2 separate regions of the Rattus norvegicus genome follow, and region 2 is linked to region 1. The links are chromatin contacts, called in public Hi-C maps. All regions are on one chromosome and are shown on one strand. Each heading gives the region's core, a stretch centred on a gene start, on an enhancer-like site or on the middle of the called end of the contact. The rest is flanking DNA. Distances are from core to core; before and after follow the strand shown. Region 1 holds the start of Kcnd3 (potassium voltage-gated channel subfamily D member 3). Region 2 overlaps Kcnd3 (potassium voltage-gated channel subfamily D member 3).

Region 1 (7,135 bases), core at 1,349-3,848:
TGAGATGGAGGGTATCCAGTGTCTCTTGGACAATGCTGCTCAAACCTCATCCAGATACCTCTTTTCTCCTCACCACCCAGCCTCAAGGAGAATGTAAACAAAACCCACAGTGGCCTGAACTAGAAATCCCAGTCTCCCTTACTCTTCTCCAGATACTAGAGACAGAAAGGAGAGCAGTGCACAGGCACTGCACTTAGACTACTAAGTAGGATCATCCGAGGAATGAGATTGGAGGGGGTGGGGCAGGGTGACTGAGTGTCCTGGCTTACAAAGCCCCAGAGGCCACAAGTTGTCCTGTTAGTAGACTACTCCAAGAGTCTGGTGATGTTCTCAGGTAACCATTACTCCCCTGACAGTTTTTGGAAACTCGGTCCTGGAATTACCTTTATGGTGCGGAACAATGACAAGAATGTACAGGAAATTAAAACTTAAACAGAAATAAAATATTGGATTTTCACTGCTCCAAAGTTGGGCAGTGAAAGTGTGTCCCCATTGAGACCAGACCACTCAGAGACAGAGTAACTACTCTGAAGAGTCACTTACTTCAACTGAGGTTATAACAAAATCAAAATCAAAACCAAAACAAACCAAAACAAAAACCCCACCACCACTAGCAGCAGTTGCAGCAACCACAAAAACCTCTTTCCCAGATAGAGGAGGGAGGGAGAATCCCTGCCAGGGCCTTCCCTGAATTCTTCCAGGGTTGGCCAGGGAGTGGCAGTGTTGTTAATCATTATTACTGTATGCAAATGAGTATGCAAATCCCACAGGGTTCTAGGACTCTTGGCAAATGTTAATGGGGTCCACGCCCACCTCTTGAAGGGCCAATTGTACACCTTTCAGACTGACACATTTAAAGGAGCTTTGGTTGGAGTAAGTGAGCCTAGTAAGCTCCAAAGTACGGGAGGCCCAGAGTAGCTGAGACCTCAATAACTGCTACTCTGGAGTAGGCTCCGTTTGCCACAAGCCAGAAACCCTATTCTTGACTCAGGAAGGTCTTTTTCCAGCCACATTTAAAGACGCGTCCTGCCAAGTACACCATCACCCTCGCCACACATTTTTCTTTCCTCTGCTTTTGTGTCTCACCACACACCTCTCCATATTCAGAGCTGCCATCTCTCAAGCCACAGCGTTCCGGTCCCGACAGAGGCACGAAGCAGCCTGCTTCGCGATCTCCAGGCCCGGGATTCCCAGCACCCAGGCCGGAGACACGGAGACACAGGGAAAGCCGGCCACGGTTTGGCTTAGCAGCCAGGACTGCGCGCTACTCGTGCTGCCGCGGTGGTCATGGAACTCTCGGCTGGGCACTACGCACCCGTGGGCCTCCCACTCCTCACGCTGGGTCCGAGTACTAAGCAAAAGGGAACTTTGGGCTTCTGGAAAGCATCCAGACCCTGGACCCACTCTGGAAAGAGAGAAATGAAAGTTCCCAAACCCCCAATCTTAATTCTGGATATTTGTGATGGGACACTGGAGTGAATCCTGAACCTCTGCCCATGCCCTCTCTCACTCCTGTAGGACAAGCAGTTTGTCTTCTTTGGGATCTTTCCAGCACATGCAACTGACAGTTCAGGGTCAGTCTGGAAGCTTGTGGGCGACCGGCTGCACCTCACTAGGTGACCAAGGAGGAGTTAGTTGCTCTGCCCCGTGGGCAGTGAATGGGAAACAGACATCCAGTTAAGTGTACACACTCCACGCGCATACACGCCAGCGCTCCCTGCCACCTCTTTTCAACACGCCCCCGAACTCACGATCACGCCGCACGCCCGGCTCCTCCCCCACCCCCAAGCCAAGCTCACCTTGCCACGCTCTCCCCATGCCCACCCTCGCCGGCACACGCGCTCACACTCGCGTCGGCACACTCCACTACCACCTCCAGGCACACCCTAGGATTCCTCCACTCTCCTGGGGAGACGCACCAGGCTCTGCCTAGTCTCCCCGCCCCCCCGCTGCAGCCCCCCCACTCACGCGCGCGAGACACACACACACACACACACACACACACCCTCGCGCAGAGTCACTCCCCCTCGCACGCCCTCGCCCTGGGCACCCTCCCGCGGCGAGGCTCCCGGGTCCTCCTCCTCGTTCCCTCCGCTGCCTGGCCGCTCTGTGCTCTGGGGCCCGGCCTGGGGCCGCTCGGCCCGTGGGGATCGGTGGGGAGCGGAGGGCGCAGCCTCGCCGCCTCCCCCGGACTCTCCTCTCCGCCCCGCCCGCGCCGCGCCCCCACCGCCTCCTCGGGAGAGGCAGCCCGTGGCCGGCCGGGCTCCGCTCTGCGCGGCATCGGTGGCGGCGGGGGCAGGGAACGAGCGAACCGGAGCTCACGAGCCGGAGAGCGAAGCGGCTAGGCGGGGAAGGGACGCTCTGCCAAGCCCGGGCTGGAGCGGCGGTGGCGGTGGCGGCGGCGGCGGCGGGGGAGGGACAGCCCCACGGACGGACCGACGCACGAACCGACCGAGTGAAGGAGGGACGAGCGAGACTTCGCCGGCGAGGGGAGCCGCCCGAGCGGCGGCGGCTGGGCGCTTCCTCGCGCTGCTGGGCGCTCTGCGCCTCGGCGGCCCCCGGCCGCAGCTTTCTCGCGCGCGCGGGGCGCGGGGCCTGGGGCTGGCTTCGGCGAAGGTAAGAGGGAAGCGACCGAGCCTTCCGGAGCCAGCAAGTGCGAGGAGCGCTGCTCCCACGCCTGTTGCTCCGGATGCCCACGCGGCACCCTCCCACTCCCGCGCCCGGGTGGGTGGGCGCTGGGGCGCCGGAAGGATTGGGGGTGGGGCCGGGCCGTGGGGGAGCAGGCAGCCGGCCTGGGGGCGTCGGTTCCCTCGGCTGCGGAGCCACCTCCGGGCACTGTGGCGCAAAGAGGTTTGGGGGTGGGGGTGTGAACCTCTGCCCTCTTGCCATTGGCCTGCCTTCCCTCGCCGGGCGCCAGAATCAGCGCCCGGGGATCTGGCTGCAGGTGGCGACGGTTTGCTGTGTCCCCGCTCTTTGTGAGCTGAGAAGAGAAATGGCTGAGAGTGGAAGCTAGGAGCTGTTTGGGGCGCTTCGCAAAGTTCTCCAGCCAGGCGAGCCTGTGTTGTGCCTGTTAGAGATTGGGGGCTAGTCCAGCTTTTTGCCTGGCACATCTTCCACCCCGTGATCCCCAGCAAAGGTCCCATAAGTGTCACGAGAGGCCCCGGGGAAGGGGTTTCAAATACTCTTTTGCTTTAACAGGGTGTTTACACTGGGGATGGGCAGAGAAGTTACCTGGAAATCAACTAAATTCCTGTGCTTTCTTAGTGCTGGCATTTGATTCAGCCCACGTTGTTCTCCTTTCATCCCGGGCAGCCTTGATAAGTCAGCAACAGGCTGAGGTTCCAGACCTGAAATCAAGGCAACAAAAAGTCTCCGTGTATTTGACGGAGCCTCTGAACTTTCACGGGGTGATAGGCGGCACAATGCAATCCGCAACCAGGTTTTACAGGGTGGTCATGCATGAATGTAGGTGATGCTTGAATCGATGCCTTATTTACTGTGACTTCCAGGGAGCCTGGATGCTTAATCTCGGAAAGAAAGGGGGGCACCTGGGCATACATTCAATGCAACGCATGTGTACGTTTCCCCATGTGGGCACATACCGGCCCACTGAAAGGAGCTGATGGGTCTATTTTTCCGTGTCGCGTCTTGAATGCTATAAGACCCAAGTACACAAGGGACCTCCAGAGGAAGAAAGATTAACAGCTTGTTCCCTTTTGCTGTTGAGGAGGCCGGAGAAAGAGTTTGGGGAAACTGCACTGGCCATCCTAGGAGTGGCACTGTAAAGAAGAGGACCTGCATGTCCCAGGCCTGTGGCCCAAGGATCTCCAGCTTGGTTCCCCATGCTCATTTTATACCCAACAAAGTCCTGCAGACATGGGACAGACTCCCTGGGGGCATGAAACAGTTCCCAAGACCAGCTCTGGTTTCTGATGACTCTCCTCCGAGGTCATTGAAGGGCAGGTCTTGGTGATGTGACATTTTTGCTGCTTTGTGTCTGTGCTCAGGTGAAGTGTCAAACCCCAGGACAGGAGGTCTGCCTCTTTTTTTTTGACCCTCTGCGTCTAAAATAGAAGCTGCTTAGCAGGCCCTGACTTTTTGCAGCAGGAGAACGTGTTCTCTTTTCTTCTGGATTTTTCATGTTTGGCATTTCTCCGTTTACCTGGTTTTAATCGCTCCCTCCTGCATCCCCACCTCGCCCCACAGCCAAATCTTTCCTACCGTCAAACTCTTTTGCCACAAACAAAAATAGCTTCAGAGTTTTCATTTGTAAAGCATCCATGTCCTAGTAAAACCGTGGTATGGGAGGTGTGTGCGGTGCCATTGGCTGGAAATGGGGCCGCACTGTAGTGCCTGTTGCAGGGTTCATACCCAGGCCAGCTCTGAGAGGCGCTGGTGCTGTTAGGGGTGAGCGTTGCAGCAGTAACCCGCAGAAGCCCTGTTTAAGCCAGGTCATCCCTGCAGGGTTGTGTGGTGGGCGTGGCTGGTATGGATGTCAGCGTGGTGTCTGATAGGATGATAGTCTTCTTCCAAACCCAGGTGTGTACATGTATGTCCATGTGTGCATATATACACATGCACACAGAAAGCAGAAAAGGGATAATTGCTATTGTCTTGGTACTTTGAACCAGAAGGATAGGTTCCGAATCTCCAGAGACAGTCTGGTACTTGCATGGCCCTCTTGGAATAGACTGTCCTGGATTACTGCACAGGGTAAAAGTTTGCCCTTGGGACAAGAGACTTTAGGATGGATAGGGAGAGGATTGATGTTGCCTCTGTCTGAGCTTTCAATTATCCATCAGAAAGCAGTCTGTGAATTACTCATGGCCTTACAAGAGTTGACTCAGAGTAGAGGGTAAGAGCGTGGAGCTCGGCTTGCAAAGCCAGGCAGCGGCAATGGGATTCTAGAACCCAAGAGGCAGTACTGGGACACTGGCAGGAGAAGGGCATTGTCTGCTCAGAGCCATGTGTCTGGCTAACAAGGCTCTCCAGAGTACATCCTGATTCAGCAGTCTCTTTTTCTTGGCCACTTGAACCCCCATCAGTGCCCATCTCAGATACAACAGGGCTGTTAGGGGTCATGAGTGAAGGGGCCAGGAGGGGCCTGAGGCCTAGCCCTCTTCCATTCTAGGAGGATGAGGGGGTTTCTGTGGGTGGACTAGGTCTTAGATTGCCTTGGGTTCCAAGTGATGCAGGTCGTGTGCCCTGTTCTGGGCATCAGCCTCATCAGGAATTCCCAGAACTCCCTCTGCTGAGATGAGGCTCAGGCTAATTGCATCCCCACAGCAACCAACCCAGATGCTCTACTTCCCGCTCTGCATGGGCAGCCATCATAAGGCAGTTTCAGAGAGACTAGAGCTGTAGCCTCTGTGTCCTGGATCCAGGAGAATCGTTAGAACCGATGGGTCCTCTGTCACAGTCTTTTCTAGCTCCTTCATTTTACAGATGAGGAGTCAGCAACCCAGTAAGTTAACAGTGACTTGCTCCCAAAAGTTCGGGATAGTACCAAAACAGACTGAAGGGTCCCCAGAGCCTGTGCTCTCCGCTGCCTACTTCTACGGGAGCATCAGGATTGGGCTGCACCTAGTTCAGGAAAGCCATTTGGCAGTGAGCCAGACAGTGGTCTGTATTGAAAAATGTCCACGAATATATACATTGACTTAGCCACTTTGAGGGAAACTTCTGGGGCTTGGGCAATTTTTTCCTGTCGCTAATAGGTAGAAACATCGTAGGATTTTTCTGGGAAATAAATTAATGTTATGTGATATGCAAACGTGCCTTGGACAATGCCCAGAGCTTTGTCAGTGCCCGGGAAACATGACTTGAGTCAGAACTGGAATTATCTATACCCTGTGTTCAGCCCCTTAGAAACCAGCTAAGTACATGCTGAAAGAGAGGAACATCTGGTCCAAAGAAAACATAGCTCCTTGTAAGGGCAAATGCTTGAAGACAACTACAGGATGCAGGACATGTTTCCGAAGCTGCTCTCAGCGGTGTGTGGCTTACCCGCTGTCATGGATGAATGACCTCCATTCTTCTTGGTTCTCTCAGTTCCTATAATCAAGAGCGCATCAGGCCCACGCTGTTTGTCTATCCTCTAAGCAGTGACACCTATAGGAAGTGTCATTGTCATTGTTGTCTTCTGTAGCATCGGAACAACCTCCTTTACTAAAGAAGAGAGGGACTTATGCAAATTCCCCCTTAGCATGCAGGTGGGAAAGCTGAGGCAGAGAGCAACTCCTTGAGGACACTTAACTGAGACTCCAGTCGGTTCCCAGGATTACGGTTATTCAGGATTTTGATTGAACTCCTCAGAGTTCAGTTTAGAAAGAGAATAGCCATCTTTGGCAACCTCAGGAAACAAAGCAGCAAGGCCTAAGAGTTGAACTGACACAGAGCAAACAGCTTTTATAAAACAGTCTTCCTGGCCTGAGCACCTACTCAAGCGTGGCAGGCACCACCACTACTCAGTGTCCAGTCTTGATAGAAAGCTGAGATTGCATGGCCTTTGTCCTCAAAGATCTCTGTAGGCCTGGGGAGTGTCCTGCCCAGAGAGTTCTGACTACTTGCTAATCATGACAACTCCTCATCTGTAGTTTTCTTCCATGTAAGATGAGTACTACAGTGATGTCTCCTCCAGATTTCTTTCTTTTCTCTCTTCTTCCTCCTCTTCCTCCTCCTCTTCCTCCTCCTCCTCCCCCCTCCTCCTCCTCTCCCTCCTCCTCCTCTCCCCCCTCCTCCTCTTCTTCCTCCCCTTCTTCCTCCTCTTCCTCCTCTTCCTCCTCCTCCTCCTCCTCCTCCTCCTCCTCCTCTTCTTCTTTTTCTTTTTGGGAGCTTGATGGAAATGGTTCATGGATGCTTCCGGCACTGACTGAACCATGTGCGATCAGTTATGAGTAGTCCATTCAAAGTCAAATCCGTGCCCTGCACTTGCAGGTTATCAGGATGCCGGCCATCTGTAAGCCTTAGGTTTTGCTTTCCATGAAGTGATGCACATGGTAGACTCTTCCACCTGGGATCTCTGCCTGGGATCCCCACCTGGGTCGTTGTGAGGATTGAGTGAGGCAGCCATGGGAGACAGTGCAGTACCTTGCATAGAAAATCTGGCCGTTTATTACCATTAATGTCACTCCTG
Region 2 (7,451 bases), core at 2,921-5,420, 210 kb after region 1:
ATTCCCTCAGCAATCAAGATGAGCTTGGCCCAAGATGCTATCAGCCCTTCTATGGGGTGGGGGTCAGGGGGTTGTCTGTTGAGGACTTTCCCAGGAAGGGTTCCAGTCATGGTAGGTAAAGCCAAAGTGATATACTGGAATATGTTCCTTTTTGCACATGTACACCAGCCCACCTCTATATACAGTATATCCGTCCCACTTCTGTGCGCAGCATAGATGTATATTGATACATCCATTGATGTATCTACTAATAACTTCCAAAGTCAGTCGTGGACCTATAAATACACTTCTTAACTTTAAAAAGATAAAGAGCCTCGTGGTAACAAAGAAGGCAAACCACCTGCCCTCCAGAGCTTACGTTCTACCACAGGAGAGAAACTGCAGCAAGACAAGCAGGTATGCTGCCTTAGTGGTAAGTACTAGGAGGAAACGGACAAGGCAGTTAAGAGGTGTGGCTGGTACCATTGCTCTCTTCACTTTTTTCATAATTATTCGGGAACCTAAAGCATGTGAGGAACAAACCACACTGGAATCCAGAAGAGAATCAGGACAGCTAGCACACACAGTCCTCTAGGGTCTATACAGTCTCGTTAGGGACAGGAGATAATCAAATGGCATAAGCCATTGTGAAATACTGATTGGGAAAGGTAACAAATGCTTCAGGAGAGAGAACTTGAAACTGGGATATTCCTTCTACCAAGACTCTACCCAGGCTGAATGTTTGTGAAGATTCCTGGAGTCCTGACCATGGCTAAATTGCAAAAGTAGGTACACGGGTCTCAGATCCATTCTATCATCTTATAGAGCTGCATAAGGTGAGACCACAGGAGCTCATTTTCCCTTCTCAGACAATGCTGGGGCAGCTCAGTGGGCAGCTGCTGTCATGGGCTCTGCCAGGCTCGCTCTTCTCGTATCTTATTGTCTCTCTTATTGTCTGCCAATCACAGAAGGCCCGCCTTGCCAGAATCCGTGTGGCCAAAACAGGGAGCTCCAATGCCTACCTGCACAGCAAGCGCAATGGACTCCTCAATGAAGCTCTGGAGCTGACCGTAAGTGTCCAGAAGACCTGGCAGAGTAGATAAAATAGAAACATGTTTTCTCATCCACACATACCAGCACTCCCCAGAAAGCTTCAATCTAGACTCTGACAGAGACATGTTTCCAAATGTTCCCACCAACATATCTCTCCCAGAAAATATCACTGCAGCCCATAAACCCACTGTTGACAAGGGCCCCCAGCCCAAGACCAGTATGTTTTATGGTGATAAGTCCTAGTATGGCTTATCAAGATTTTTCCATGTCCTTCTATCTTCTATGAGGAAATGGAGAGGCTGGAGAGAGGAGAAGACATCAGCCGTATCCTTGATTTTTTTTCTCACTAGGGCACCCCAGAAGAGGAGCACATGGGCAAGACCACGTCACTCATCGAGAGCCAGCACCACCACCTGCTACACTGCTTAGAAAAGACCACTGTGAGTTCCAGCCTACTGCCCCCTCAGGCCTCATCCCTGACCTTCCAAGACTGTACGCACATTATCATCCTAGGCCAGATAGTTTAATCCATCCCCTTCCTATCCAAAACCATAGTCTCTCAGCCTCTAGGATGAAGACCCTAAGGGGTGAGGCAAGGTCACCAGAGTAAGAGATCAGCTGTGTCCTACAGCTCTAGAGAAGAAGCCATTCCCATAGCCTTCCCATTCCCCTGTAACACCAACATGTGTTTTGATTACTGAAGACTAACTTTTGTTTTTCATCCCTTAGTTCTAATGGACATCACCCTCAAAGACTCAAGCTGAGCCTGAGGGTAGATTTTCATCCCACCCCTGTAGCTGAGTTGATGCAATCCATGGGTCCCTTTCATGCCTACATTAATGAAGGAGGCAGAATATATATTCTTTAGCCAAGAATTTATCATTCCCAACCCCACTTAGTAACTTGGCAGTTTTGTATGGAGTTCGGATTGTGAAAGGCCAAATGCTAAGGGGATCATGGCATAGGGTGCCCCAGCTGGAATGGGAATGATGCTTGTGCCTTATTGACAGCCTGAGAGGAAGGGCAGTAGGGCCAACCCTGAACCCTTGGCAAAAGGTGCTAGGAACCATAGGGTGGGAGAAGTCAGAAGAGAAAGCTGAAGTGAACATCCTCCTGTTCCTTTCCAGAAGTTCCCTGGACCCTAGAGTCAGGGCTCAGCACACTCTGGAAAGGAACTTCTTAATTCCTAGTAGCTCATAACCTGGCCTCCCAGATGCTAGATACCCCTTACTCAAAGCCAAAAATGGATACCATGGATGACAGTTGAAACCCCATGAGATCTTCTGAATGGAAAGTGCTCTGTAAACACAGGTCCCAACATCTATGGTCAAAAACCATCTATGCATATCTAGAAATTCTCCTGAGGAAACTGAGCTTGCCAATGGGATAGGCCCAGACCCCACTGCCCATTCCAAGTTGCATGTGCTGGGTGGAATGTATACATTTAAAGGACATGGGTGAAAACCTTGGGGTTTGAAGGGCTGGAATGTTGGCATTGGGGGTTTAAGAGATGGAATGCTGGGGTTGGAGGGATGGAATGCTGAATCTGAGAGAATGCTGGATTGATTGCAGGGATGGGATATTGGAATGCCAGATTTTAGGGAAGGAATGTGGGACCCCTGGGCGGAATGTTGAGATAGGAAGAGAAGAATGTTGGTGTGGAAAGAGTGAATGTTGGGTTCAGCAGGCTCCTATCAGAACCAAGGGGTGAAATGTTGGGACAAGAGCAGAATGCTGGCAACAGGGGCTGGAATGTTGAACTTGGGGGGTGGAATGCTGGGATTGAGAAATTGAATGTCAAGACTGGAATGCTGGAATGTACAACCAATGGTGTTTCTATCTTCTGTTGGCATGTTGTCCTGTAGGGGTTATCCTATCTTGTGGATGATCCCCTGTTGTCTGTACGAACCTCCACCATCAAGGTATAACTTTATAAATTCACTTGTTCTTCTCTGACTCTTGAGTCTGTGGATCTACTCTGCTTACCCCTAGCCTGGTTTTCTGCATGTGCAGCTGATTCTTCCTGGGCTTATGCTGTCTCTGCTGTCACACCCAGTACCAGCTCAGGCTCCCAGTGGTTTTGCACCCAAACTACCCAATTTCCTTTCCTATTCTTCCCTTTGACCTTCCCAGGGGCTAAGAGGGGACAGTGGGATTCAGCTTCAAGGTTTCCTCTTGAATGCCAAGCTCTATGCTACCTCCCAAGTTTCCTAGAAACTCCTGGTATTGGCTGACAGGGGACTCTTTTATCTGAACTGTTCTTACACTTCTCTTTCTCCTTATTCTGACAGTCTTAGCCTCACTACCAATGCCACAGAGCTTTAATCACCTTAGCCAAGCAGCAACTTTCAAATTGTCCTGGCTTTAGCTACATACAAGCCACTCTTGTGGCCTCCAGTCAAAACCCTGTTAATATTCTCTTCCCATGCTTACACTAGGAAATCCCTAGGACCCAGGGAATCCTGTACTGCCAGGTAGTTAAGGATCCGTATGCTATAACTAGAGGGAAAGAAAAAGATTTAAAAAAAAATCTTAGCCCTGGCAATTTGACCCCTTTGCATTCAAGGACAATGTTCCTCCAACTTTATGAAAGGTCCAAAATGTTTACAAACTTATGTCACACTTATAAGTCACCAGATGTGTAAAGATGAACAAGAAAACTCAGATTCAATGACTTCTGAGCTTACTGAAAAAAATCGATTCCAGCTCTGATGATACCACTAGGTCTCTTCTCGTCCTTCTTCTCAAAGCTGTAGATGGAGTATATGAAACACAATGATTGAACAACTGTGTCCCTGCCCAATCTAATGCCCAGGGATGCCAATCTGATTCTTTTGACGTTGACACCTGTGGAAATGAAACCCCTCCCAAACACTTATCTGTAATCCGGGCAGCCCCAAGCAGACAGGCAGCCAGACAGAGACTGGAGCTCTGCCCTTCCTCCTTTCTTCTTTTTCACTTTCTCTCCTTCCTCCCACAGAACCACGAGTTTATTGATGAGCAGATGTTTGAGCAGAACTGCATGGAGAGCTCAATGCAGAACTACCCATCCACCAGAAGCCCTTCTCTGTCCAGCCACTCGGGCCTCACCACCACCTGCTGCTCCCGCCGTAGCAAGAAGACCACGCACCTGCCCAACTCCAACCTGCCGGCCACCCGCCTGCGCAGCATGCAAGAGCTCAGCACCATCCACATCCAGGGCAGTGAGCAGCCCTCCCTCACCACTAGGTGGGTGGCTTCCATTCCTGCCACCCCCAAAGTCTTGAGTCATTCCCTTTCCAGAATTAAACAAGCTCAGCATTAGAACCTCGGGGATCCCCTAGTGGCTCCCTTTATCTACTGCATGGGGCCCCTCTGTTTTCCTCCCCCACTTACCTTCTTCTGCACTAAAGTTAATCCAATGGTCTCCGTGGGCTATAGGATGATACTGTAGCAGTGTAGGTCAAAAGTGGGTTTAAGTGGTGGGGGTGAGGGACTCAGAACGAATTCAAAACTTGAAAAGATGGACTATGGTCATTTTCCTAAGAAAATACTTTTCTCAGCTGTGTGGTATATACGGCTAATTCCAAGCTGAATGTGAGTCACAAGTGGACCTTTCCTTCTCTGTATTTAAGCCATTCCCCATTAATCCAAATAAGTTAGAGAGTTCAGAAAACGTAAAGATCATAGCATCACAAGTGATAAGTCCACTGGGCTGGGAATAAGTACTATCTGCATGATTTGGTAATTGTTAATAATAGTTAGAATGGCAATTAAAGGCTGATTATTAAAGGGAGAGATCAAGGGCCATTGAGTTCCTTGATAGAACATAGAGCAAAAACAGTGCAGGGAATCAAGGGAGAACTGGGTGCCAATAGCAGGAACCATTTTCACTTCACTCTTTTCTATCCCAGTCGCTCCAGCCTTAATTTGAAAGCAGACGACGGACTGAGACCAAACTGCAAAACATCCCAGATTACAACAGCCATCATCAGCATCCCTACTCCCCCAGCTCTAACCCCAGAGGGAGAAAGTCGGCCACCCCCTGCCAGCCCAGGTCCCAACACGAACATTCCTTCCATAACCAGCAATGTTGTCAAGGTCTCTGCCTTGTAAAAACACTGGACAGAGGGCCTGAGGGGGTAGTGGGGAGTAAAGGGGGCTGGCATGTTGGTGGGTGGCCACTGGGACCACTCCCTCCCACTATTTCTGCCTGCCCCATTGCACCTCCAGCACTGAGACTTGTGCCTGGAAGGGAAAGGAAACAGCAAAGGGTACCCAAGGATCCCCCTGCTGGAGTGGACATAGCCCTGTGACATTGCATCTTACTGGGGCCAGAGGAAGGGAGGGGGTGGGTAGGGGATTGGCCATTAGGGGGTGCAGGCTGCTTGCCTGGACAGGGCCTGGTGGGGGTACCTCAGACCAAATAACAGTTGTTTCTGGAGACCCCAGTGAGGAAAACACAAGACCAAGAGCAGCCCAGAGGCCGAGTCGTCACATGCAAACAGGAAGAAATTATAACACTGTGTATTTAAGCACCTTTTTCAAGGATCTTAATGGATAATATTTATTCATGGGAAAAGGTGGAAAACAAAATCATCAATGGATATTCGTGAAATGTTTTTCTCCACGAACCCAACACCTTTAAACCAAAACAATGCATTTTGTGAGGTTGGTTTTTATTTTTCTTCTTTTATAGCAAAAGCTTTTAGGCTCAAAGTCAGTTACTGCTGAGTTCTCTCCCCATTCCCTGGATGGGTGAGGTCACCTTAGCCGGGCCCTCACTGCCCAGCTGACCTGCACAGAACTGTCAAGCAACCACACAGCAAACCTTCTGCTCCGTTGGTCCGTCCGTCTCCTTTGTCTCTGTACCTATCTGCTTCACCTTGGCTGTTTCTGTGTCCAACCATCTGTCTCGCCGTGGACAGTAAATCCTTCTCCGTCACTGCCAAGTACTGCAGACTTGTGCCTGGGGTCAGGCCGAGTGAATGCCAATACAGAAAAGAAAGGAAGCCAGTGGGCTGAGTTTAAGGGTGAGGTAAGTCTATATTATGAACAGAGGTGCTTCCCTTTTAATTGGAACCACTTATCTTTGCAGTTTAGGTGGGGGGGTGGTCTTGAAATTGAAATCAGCAACCTCAGAAAGCAGTTGTTTCTGCTATGCCCCAATGAAGACAGAAGCACCAAGAAGCTCCCACAGTTCCAGAGCGCCTTGCTGTGTACCCTCCTTTAGGATCCACCATGAAGTCCATGCGGAGCTCTGCCAAGAGGCTTCATGAGCATCTTCAAGTGAGGAGGATGGGAGGAGACCCTGGCTTACCACCCAAGGCGGTTCCTAAATAGAACTGTGAAAGTTAAGCTTGTGTATCTCATGAAGAATGTTTCAAAGCAAGAAAGCAAGCAAGAGGCTCTAGATGATCATTGCCTGGTCTAAAAGATGCCTTGAGGTCTGAGCCCTCATCTCTGAAGATAGCTAATGTGTGGAACCACTGATGACCTCCACACAAATGAGGGAGTGCAGATTATATCCTGAAAATGTGGATATGTTTGTTCAAGTTATTTGCAGGGTAGTGGGCCTGGGAAACAGTGTTTCTGGAATCTTCCTAATCATTTTCACCACTTCACAGCAGAGCAAGTGAGCCTCAGGGTTAGTGACAAGAGTCCTTTCCTGCCCTTCTCAACCCCAAATACTCTATTGCAGTCTCTGAAGCCTAGGATCTGAGGCACATGAGCTGTTTGGAATTTCTTACCCATTCTACAGCTGTTTAAAATAAAGATAAGCTGTTCATTTACAGCTCAAACTCTCTCTACCCACTACAGCCATCTAGATGAGTTTTAACTAGACAGCGGTTAACCTGAGGACACTCATGGGGCTTCCTGGTTCCAGCCCCAGTGACCCTGAATGCAGAGGAGTCCTGGTGTTTTGAAGCGGTACCAAACCAGAAAGTGGCTAGAAGGGTGGAAGAAAGGGGCCCTTCCTTCCATGTTTGTCTCCCTGTCTTCATCCTCAGTGGCCCGACAGTCCTTTCTCCTAGACCTGGCCTCAAGATTTCCCCTTATAGGAATGGAGTGGTTCTTCCAATCTAGTAACTTCAGACATATTTTAGCAGCCAAGGCATAGAGCCAAGCTAGACCCAATTTTAGCAGGTAGGCCAAGTAGTAGAAGAGAATCTTCCTTTTGAAGAGTGGATCATGGAACAAAGGAATGTCTAGTTGCATGATAAGCCCTAAGAGCTGAGTGGAATAAGGAGAAGAGTTGAAAAGGAACACTTGAATTCTCATACAAACCACCGTTCTATTTCAGAACAAGTCGTTAGAGAGTTAGAATAATGGCTGCTTCAACCAAGGATCTCCATGTCACTTGAACAGTGCACCAACGCAGCATACTGTGCTTCTCATGAAAAGAAATATATTTTAAAACCTGCACCTCCAAAATTCCA

Evidence for each region. Hi-C and Micro-C count contacts between places; a contact is called where the count stands out from the background.
Region 2: a Hi-C map of prefrontal cortex shows a contact between it and region 1, with 7 times the contacts expected there. The contact joins the enhancer-like site here to the promoter of Kcnd3 in region 1. A contact is called at or near these places in 4 of 12 Hi-C or Micro-C datasets (Schwann cells, frontal cortex, mammary epithelial cells and 1 more) and 1 of 1 datasets of contacts at active chromatin or transcription factors (oligodendrocytes).

What each region holds. Positions count from the first base shown.
Region 1 is chr2:195,623,718-195,630,852 of GRCr8, forward strand. It overlaps Kcnd3 (potassium voltage-gated channel subfamily D member 3), which reads left to right and starts at 2,599. Exons shown (of 8, transcript NM_001270962.1): 1 at 2,599-2,616.
Region 2 is chr2:195,833,806-195,841,256 of GRCr8, forward strand. Kcnd3 (potassium voltage-gated channel subfamily D member 3) reads left to right here. Exons shown (of 8, transcript NM_001270962.1): 4 at 948-1,049; 5 at 1,383-1,472; 6 at 2,898-2,954; 7 at 4,013-4,260; 8 at 4,926-7,451. The coding sequence ends at 5,127. Among named protein-coding and RNA genes, the nearest start is that of Ddx20, 18 kb to the right of the region's middle. Within about 2 kb of position 4,171, at least 5 of the 93 cell types and tissues checked have an H3K27ac peak or open chromatin away from gene starts, as enhancers often do.